Linked DNA regions of Astyanax mexicanus: region 1 is linked to region 2. Evidence: chromatin contacts called from public Hi-C data. All regions are on one chromosome and are shown on one strand. The core of a region is the stretch at or near the end of the contact, and the rest is flanking DNA. Distances in the headings are between cores, read along the strand shown.

Region 1 (3,755 bases), core at 621-3,120, 83 kb before region 2:
TCATCTCTGGTCAATCCCCTTGTAAATCTGCTAAAACATGGTAGCTGGGATCCTGACTTCCCATAGTATTCTCTAGACCCAGGAAGGAAATGAGTTTCCTTCAGACAGCTTAGCTGAAATCCTCTCTGTAGAACTGTGGTGAATGTGTTTAGAGTTAGTAAAACTTAATCTTCAGTCTTGTACTTGAGTGAGAATTGAAGGAATGTGCTTGTGCTTACTTAGACCTCATTACTGAAAAACTGACTTACTGGAGTGAAGATGACTGTCACACTCCCTAAAGTTTTGGGTTTACTGTGTTGAGTTTGGAATGTGATGTGTAAGGTGGAAATTCTTTGGGGTTCACACCAAGGTTATTTATATCTGCTGTTTGTTGAAGCAGAGTTCTGAGTAATCTCTGGTGTTTATATCATGTTTTTAGAGGGAGGAAAGAGAGGATGAGCCTGAGAATGAGTATTTGTTGTCCTGTTCCTTCTTCCAATCTCCTCTCTGCTCCCTTGTGTCCCATCATTCAGTCCTCTGGGAGTCATTTTGGCCTTTGGGCTGTGAGGAGACCATCTGGCTCCTCTGGCATGACACGTGCACAGTGTGTATTGGTGTGTGTGTGTGGTTTACTGGAGGGCATGTGAGCTACAACAATAACAGAAGGACAGGCCATTAATGGCTCTGACGTTCAGCACAGGAGAGTATAGACAGAGTTTTAGGCCTTCTGCTTTAACACGTATAATGGCTCTAGAGCCAAAGAGGGCTTTGGATTATATTCCCTAAGTTTGCCTCGCTTGTGCTTACTGTCATTATCCATGGATTCCTTTTATCTCTTCTATTATGGAGAGAAAAAAGGTGGAGGGGCCTTCCCTTGCCTGCTTTGTCTGCTTTGGTCTCTTTGTGTCATTATAGTTTCCATCCATTTCTATTAGCTGTGTGAGTGTGAAGAATTTGATTGAAAAATAGAAATGTCTGTTTTACTGTGACTTCACAATTTCTTAGTAAGAGTAAATGGGCTCCATGCTAATCGTTTTTCTTAAATTAGTTCTTTCTTCAGATACATGATGTGTTTTAAACCACAGCATTGCTTACATCTTTGTTTTTGTAATGATGTATTCTAGAGTTATTGTGAATTGTACAACCCCCAATATGAAAACATTGGTGAGGGCAGAATCTTTGGGAAAACTACACAAGTGAATTTAATCCCAGAGTTTGTTTTGCGTTTTTTTTTCTCAGGTTCTGACTAAAAACGTGATAATTTTATATTTAATATTAACCATAACATTATTTTCTTCATTTTTCATATACTTTTTTCTTTGTTTAAGAAACTGCTCTATAGCTGGTTAGCTAATTGTCCTTATTATGCAACAGCAGCAGTGTTGTCTTAAACTGATGACATTTAATTCGCCTCAAATTACTTCTGTAATGTTTTTGTTTTTCTTTTTTTTATTTACAATTAATATATTTTTCATAGTTTAAACATGGTTGATCTCTTGATTTTTAAGTACAGTATTGTCAATATTTTTAGTCGTTTGTTTTATGAGTTAAATTACCTTACCAGACAACTTTAAACTACTGCCTCACCTGAGGTAGGCCTGGGGACCCCTAGTGAGTGTGTCATGACACACTGGGGGTCCTCAGTACACAGGTCTAGAAACTCTGGTATAAACTACTGCAGTTTCCAAAAAAATTGAGTCGTTTGTTATATAAATGCTTTATTGTTTAATATCTCTCTTTGTGTCTTTATCACGTTAACAGAGGCAAAGTTTTCCATCCTCCATCTTGTTACCCATCAACTACCGTATACAGCCGGTTGTCTTTTAGAGTGCTGTGCTGCTGGCAGTCATTTCCTCTGTTCCCTCATCCTCTGCATGTGTGTTTTCCTGACTATTCTTCTGCTCACCATGGCAGCCATTTTCTCCCTCCAGAGCTGCTGAGTGTGTGTGTGTGTGTGTGTGTGTGTGTGTGTGTGTGTGTGTGTGAAAGTGTGTGTTTCTGTGGCTTGTGCTTAGTGTCAGTGTTTAAAAAGTGCTTGTGTGTATAGGGTGGATTAACCCACATCAGTGGAGTGTTTCTGATCTCTGGTGTGTTCCTCACCTCTCTAAGACCCCCTGCAGTGGCCTAAATTATGCTGGTGGAGAAGAAAGTTCTGCTGGAGAGCCGTATCACAGTAATCAGATTAATGAACACCCTCCAGGCAGAGAGGACTAAGATGGAGTTCCTGTTTGCAGTGCTCAATTGTCGAATGATAAAACGTTATGTCCATCATTTATTTGCCTCAGTGAGTTACAGTACTGCCCTTCAAATGAGTTCTATAGATGTTCTATAGGGGTATTGTAGTGAAGGTAATGGTTTGAGGGTGTTTTTTTAGCTTTAATGCTATTTTTGTTAAGGCTATGACAACATGCATAGATTGTTCTTCATGTATAGAGAAAACTTGTATATTTCTGTATATTGTTCTTAGAGGAGCTGTTTCAAAATGTTTCTGTATAACATAGAAAATCACTATTATGGGTAAAAACATTACACTACTGTATATAATCATTTTTGTATTTAAAACATCAAAATGGCATTTAAATTAAGACTGAGCACAAATTATAGTCAATATTAGCAGAGGAAATACCAGGCACAGCAATGATAATAACAAGTCAGATGATGGTAAATAGAGATACAGTGAATTAGCTTTATAGAGACATAGAATACAGTGTAGCTCTGAAGAAAAAAAACATATAGTTTTATCACTATTTTAACCAATTTAATTTTAATCTGTTTTAATAGTTGTTTCTTTATGGGAAGTTTCCAGTGGACAGGGATTAAGCATATTCCTAGACTATTTTTTTCTTTCAATAAAAATCTAAATTCAAAATTGTGAGTAGTCCAAGACTAGGCTTAATCCCTGTCTGGGAAACTGCCTCTATACTTTATACACATTAAATACAGTTTTTATAGTAAATTAACTATTAGACATGCTCCAAAATTACTTGCAATCAAAACATTTACACTGATTACCATTGAAAGTTAAGACATGTTTTCTTTTCTACTGTTAACTTGTCATTTTGGAGAAATGGATATTGAAATGTTTTTGTGACAGCCACAAGAGATAATGATTTATACACTAAGAGTTATAAAGTAAGAAAAAATTGATTTAGGTTTAAAATATTAGTCAAATATATAAGCATGCTAATGTCAAATGTTAAAACAGTTTTCTGCTGATACCAATACAAATTTTGCATTTTCACACATAATGATACATTTTATGATTAAAATGATTTATTAGTGTAGCTGAACTTAAAAAATAGGTGAGTGACGTATTACATAATAACATGGTGTTTTATGCAGCTGGACATTTGCTTCCGGCAGCTGGTTTACGAGCTGTCAGAACAATGAGGCATGGATCTGTAACAAGCTGTGATTATTACAGAAACATTAAGATGTCCTTTTGTTTCTGCTGTCTGTGTTTCATACACAAAAGACTGGCTAGACACCCTGGAGTTTGAGCCTGACAAAGAGATGGAAAACACTATCATAGGAAAACAATATTCCGTAATAGGAACTTCCTCTCTGATGTAGAGAAGAGGGTGAAGCCTAGTCTTTGTGAGGTCCACAGAAGGATGTGTTGGTGCATTCGTGTGTGTGTTTGCTCATGTAGAGGCAGCTGTTTTCCACACTTCTTCCGCTGTGGTGTTGGGTTTTGGTAATGCGTGTGTGTGCTGTTTGTATCCGGTTTCCACGTTTATAAATGAAACTAGCTCCTGTAGCATGGATGTCCTGTT
Region 2 (3,813 bases), core at 598-3,097:
GTATAGATAAATGAAGGCAGTGGAAAGCTGTTTTAACGACTGCCTGCAGGGTTTCTTACTGTTTCTGTAAGTTGCGGGGAATATGACAATATTTTATCATAATCAATCATATATACATCATTTTTATTGTAATTTATAAGATAGGTGTCTGAGTATATTGTGGATATCACTTATAAATAAAGAACACTGATAGACTCCATGATTCACTGTAAGGAGTGTAATCAGACAGAAGTTAGGTCGACAAGTTTCATATAACACCACTATAAGTTTATCTTCATCATAAAAAAGCAACACCACTTTCTCTAGTGAAAAAGTGAGTGAAGCACATTCTCAACAGCCTGGTCAAAGTTCACTGTGCTCTGCAGCTCTATTAAAGAAGCTCGTTGGCTCCTAAGTGTGACCTTTCTGAACTCCAGACTCTGTTAAAGTTCTCTGCTTTCCTCTACGGGACTCTCCAAGATAGCATATCCCAAACATAGCCTCTCTCCACGGCAATGAATCACATCCACAGCAGCGTCCTGTATCTGTGAAAACGGGAGATAAGACCATCTGTGATTTTTAATTAGCAATCTCATTTCCTTCCTCTCGTCTCTCTCTCTCACCCCGCTTTATCTCCGCCCTCTCTCAGTCTTCTACCTCCTGCCTCTGGGAGAGTGCAATCCAAGCACACGCTACCCTACTGACACACTCTCAACTAATTACAACTTACGTAAACGACCCACTTTACAGAGAAATCTGAAGACCTTCACACACACAAAAACAATGATGTTTATTTTAAGTCTCACGAATAAACGAAGGATTTTTTTTTAACTGACAGCAGCAAACCCACACTGTACATTTATGATCAGGATAACAGTTCAGAGGTACTTTATGACCGGAAGAGAATCACTTAAGTAAACTTGTTATTAAAACAGCACTGCTTAAGTAAATTCATGATTAAACTTGAACTGCTGAACTGTATTGTGCTTTGATGGTTTTGATGGTTTTATTAAGAAGTTTTAGTGTTTAATAAATATTTGAATGGTAGTTCTGTAATTTTTTTCAAATACATTTAGGTTATTTAATTTATTAAATATTGAAAAACAAATAAAAATCAGTTCAGTATTATGCCAAATTTTTCATTTTGTTTACTTTTAGACAAAAATTTTCATTTTAGTGCATTACAAACAGGTTGATGAACAGGTTTTTACCTAGTCTGTTTTGGTCTGTGAGTAGATAAGCTCCAAATAACCCATTCTCATGTTTTTAGAATCCATAACTATTTGAATATATGCTAAGAGTTCTAATAGCTGCTTTATTAGTTATTTTAAGTGTTTAAAGTTGTATTAATGGATTGTGATGATAATGTAGGAGCGACCTACATATAAATTTGTCACCACTGATGAAATCTGACTAAAATCTGATCTGAGCTTAATCATTAAGTGAGAGTTTATTCTTAACAGAAAGGATAATATTAATCTCACTGCTACCTATATGATAAATAATTAAATTATGTTTCTTTTAAATAATATGTAGTGTAACTACATAATAAATACATGCATATGGTAAGATTTGAGGTAACCAGCACCCCCAAGAGGAAGCAGGATATATCACACGCTTCATTATATTGTGTGTATCCATGTATGCGTGTTGCTGAGGAGCAAAGTGTGCTTACTGCGCCCTCAGCAGTAGATGTAGGGTAGGTTACTTTAGATGGAGGGTAGGCTGCTCATCTCTCTTTAGTACTGGGTAAAGCGTAAAGAGGTCCTGGCAGCACTGCAGATGCACGCCTGTGTTTTATGAGAGGTTTTGTGTGTTTTTTCTCTCTTCGAGTGGCAGGCTTGGCTGCTTTCTTCACTCTTTTGTGACGTAGGCTGGTGATGAAGCAGCAGTGTTGGTGTTTTAAAGCAGGGCTGTGTGTCAGGCTCTATTGTGATGTATTGTGTGTGTCTGGTCGCTGGTGGTAGGAGTGTGTCGGGGGCTTTGTTTGGCAGGTCGTGACCCAGCAGATGTGTGTATAAATTAAAGGCGAGAATAAGTGCAGTCAAGCACACACATGTGCATACCCATACACCACCACCACACTTACCATATATATCTCCATACCCATGATCTGGACATTTAGCCTTATATTTTATATAACAATTTCTATTTTCCCTATAAAGTGAAAGCTACTCTGACTAGAAGCAACTGTGATGAATCTCAAGGAGTCAGGGAGTCGTGTTCCAATCACCAAAATACAAGAGTTTTCTTTTAACAAACTAAAACAGTGATAAAAAGAAACAAAATCTTTGTCATTTTAAAGCGATTTTAGAATCACTGATTTACTAATTTGCTTACTTGCACATTTAGAATACCCATAAAAAGCCAAGACACAACCTTATATTACTACTATTACTTTAATTAAATTTATTCTCCTGTCCAGGTTAATGGTAAAGCCAATTTAAGGGCAGAAGTGGCAGAATTGGCTTTTCTAATCAGATATTATTACTATCTTCATGTTTTTTTTTTTAGCCTGCTGCTAATTATTTTAGCCTGCTGGTTTACTATATTAGGTGGAAAACAGCTTACAGCCGTGGAATATAAATACATTTCTGCTCCAACATATGTCACGTTTATTGGTCAGTTTTTTGGTAGGGCTGGCTATTGTTTTAAAATGTTCTGTACTTTCAGTACTGATAAAATTACTTTGAATTTGGAACCGATATCCAAACAGTACTTTTTTTTTGATACCTTGTTCTAAATTGTAAGCAAAAAATTCGGACATATGTAATCTCATTCTAATACTGTCACCATGGGAGACTCCATATTTTGGATCTTGTTGAAAAATGAGCATGTTTGTGTAAAAAAAAAAAAAAAAAAAAAAAAAAAAAAAAAAAAAAAAAATCATGATTCTTTTTTTAATGCTGCTAAATCCCTGTATTTTTGGGAATGGAAGCAGTAATAATAGTGTAGTGTAGTTTAGGTCAGGCAGACTAGAGCTTTATTCTGTATTATAATATTATAAGAGACAGTGCAAGCATCTGAGATTTAAGCACACTGTGGCCACAATTTGAATGATTACTGTGAACTTGCTCACGGCGTTTCTGCACAAGCTCTCTGCTTGTGTGCGGTGTCGCAGTTGGTTTTAACTTGCTGTTCGTGCTCTCCACGTTTGCTATGTCTATGTGTGTTTCATGCACAGTAATAATACAGGCACCAAATTTTTTTTTTTAACCATACGGTTCTCAGCAGTACCAAGACATTTCTGTCTTTTTGGTATCGAATTTTGACCCAGCTCTATTTATTGAAATACACTGTATATTTAGATAAAATGTATTTTGTACTACATTTTGTACAGAAATAAATGCTAACGTACATTTAGCAGGAAAAATGTGTATGTTTATTATCTGTCTACAAAGCACTGGTAACTTACACTGCTGGTGTAAAAGGCTACACTAGCTGATATTGGAGTGTAATGCTCGCTGTATGATGTACTAAGTCTAGTGTAAAGTCGACCTAAGAGTGGACAGACTCATGTATCCCTGACCACTGATTTTTCATTTTATTTTATGGTGGGGTAGCTTCTCTGATGTGTGGTTAACTTCATCTTTCACTATACTCTGGAACTGTTGGATGAATGTTTTAAAACTAATACTGAACTAATTTAGAAAGAAAGTGAGAAAGTGAGTGAATGATAGATTGTGAATGTGTGTGGAGTACTCTGGAAGTCCATTTAAGCATTATGTGTGTGTGTGTGTGTGTGTGTGTGTGTGTGTGTGTGTGTGTGTGTTACTGTCACTAACTCGGCAGCTGCTGGGGGATCTGAGCCTCTCTTTTGACTGGTTGCTCACT

What was found. Hi-C and Micro-C count contacts between places; a contact is called where the count stands out from the background.
Region 1: a Hi-C map of muscle shows a contact between it and region 2, with 4 times the contacts expected there. The contact joins two enhancer-like sites. A contact is called at or near these places in 2 of 3 Hi-C or Micro-C datasets (both in muscle).

The regions. Positions count from the first base shown.
Region 1 is chr2:66,501,321-66,505,075 of AstMex3_surface, reverse strand. The region is part of intron 2 of LOC111188173 (protocadherin gamma-C5-like); the gene reads left to right. Among protein-coding and RNA genes, the nearest start is that of LOC125799043, 32 kb to the right of the region's middle. Within about 2 kb of position 1,870, the one cell type or tissue checked has an H3K27ac peak away from gene starts, as active enhancers do.
Region 2 is chr2:66,418,670-66,422,482 of AstMex3_surface, reverse strand. All of the region lies in intron 9 of LOC125799042 (protein diaphanous homolog 1), which reads right to left. Among protein-coding and RNA genes, the nearest start is that of LOC125799042, 25 kb to the right of the region's middle. Within about 2 kb of position 1,847, the one cell type or tissue checked has an H3K27ac peak away from gene starts, as active enhancers do.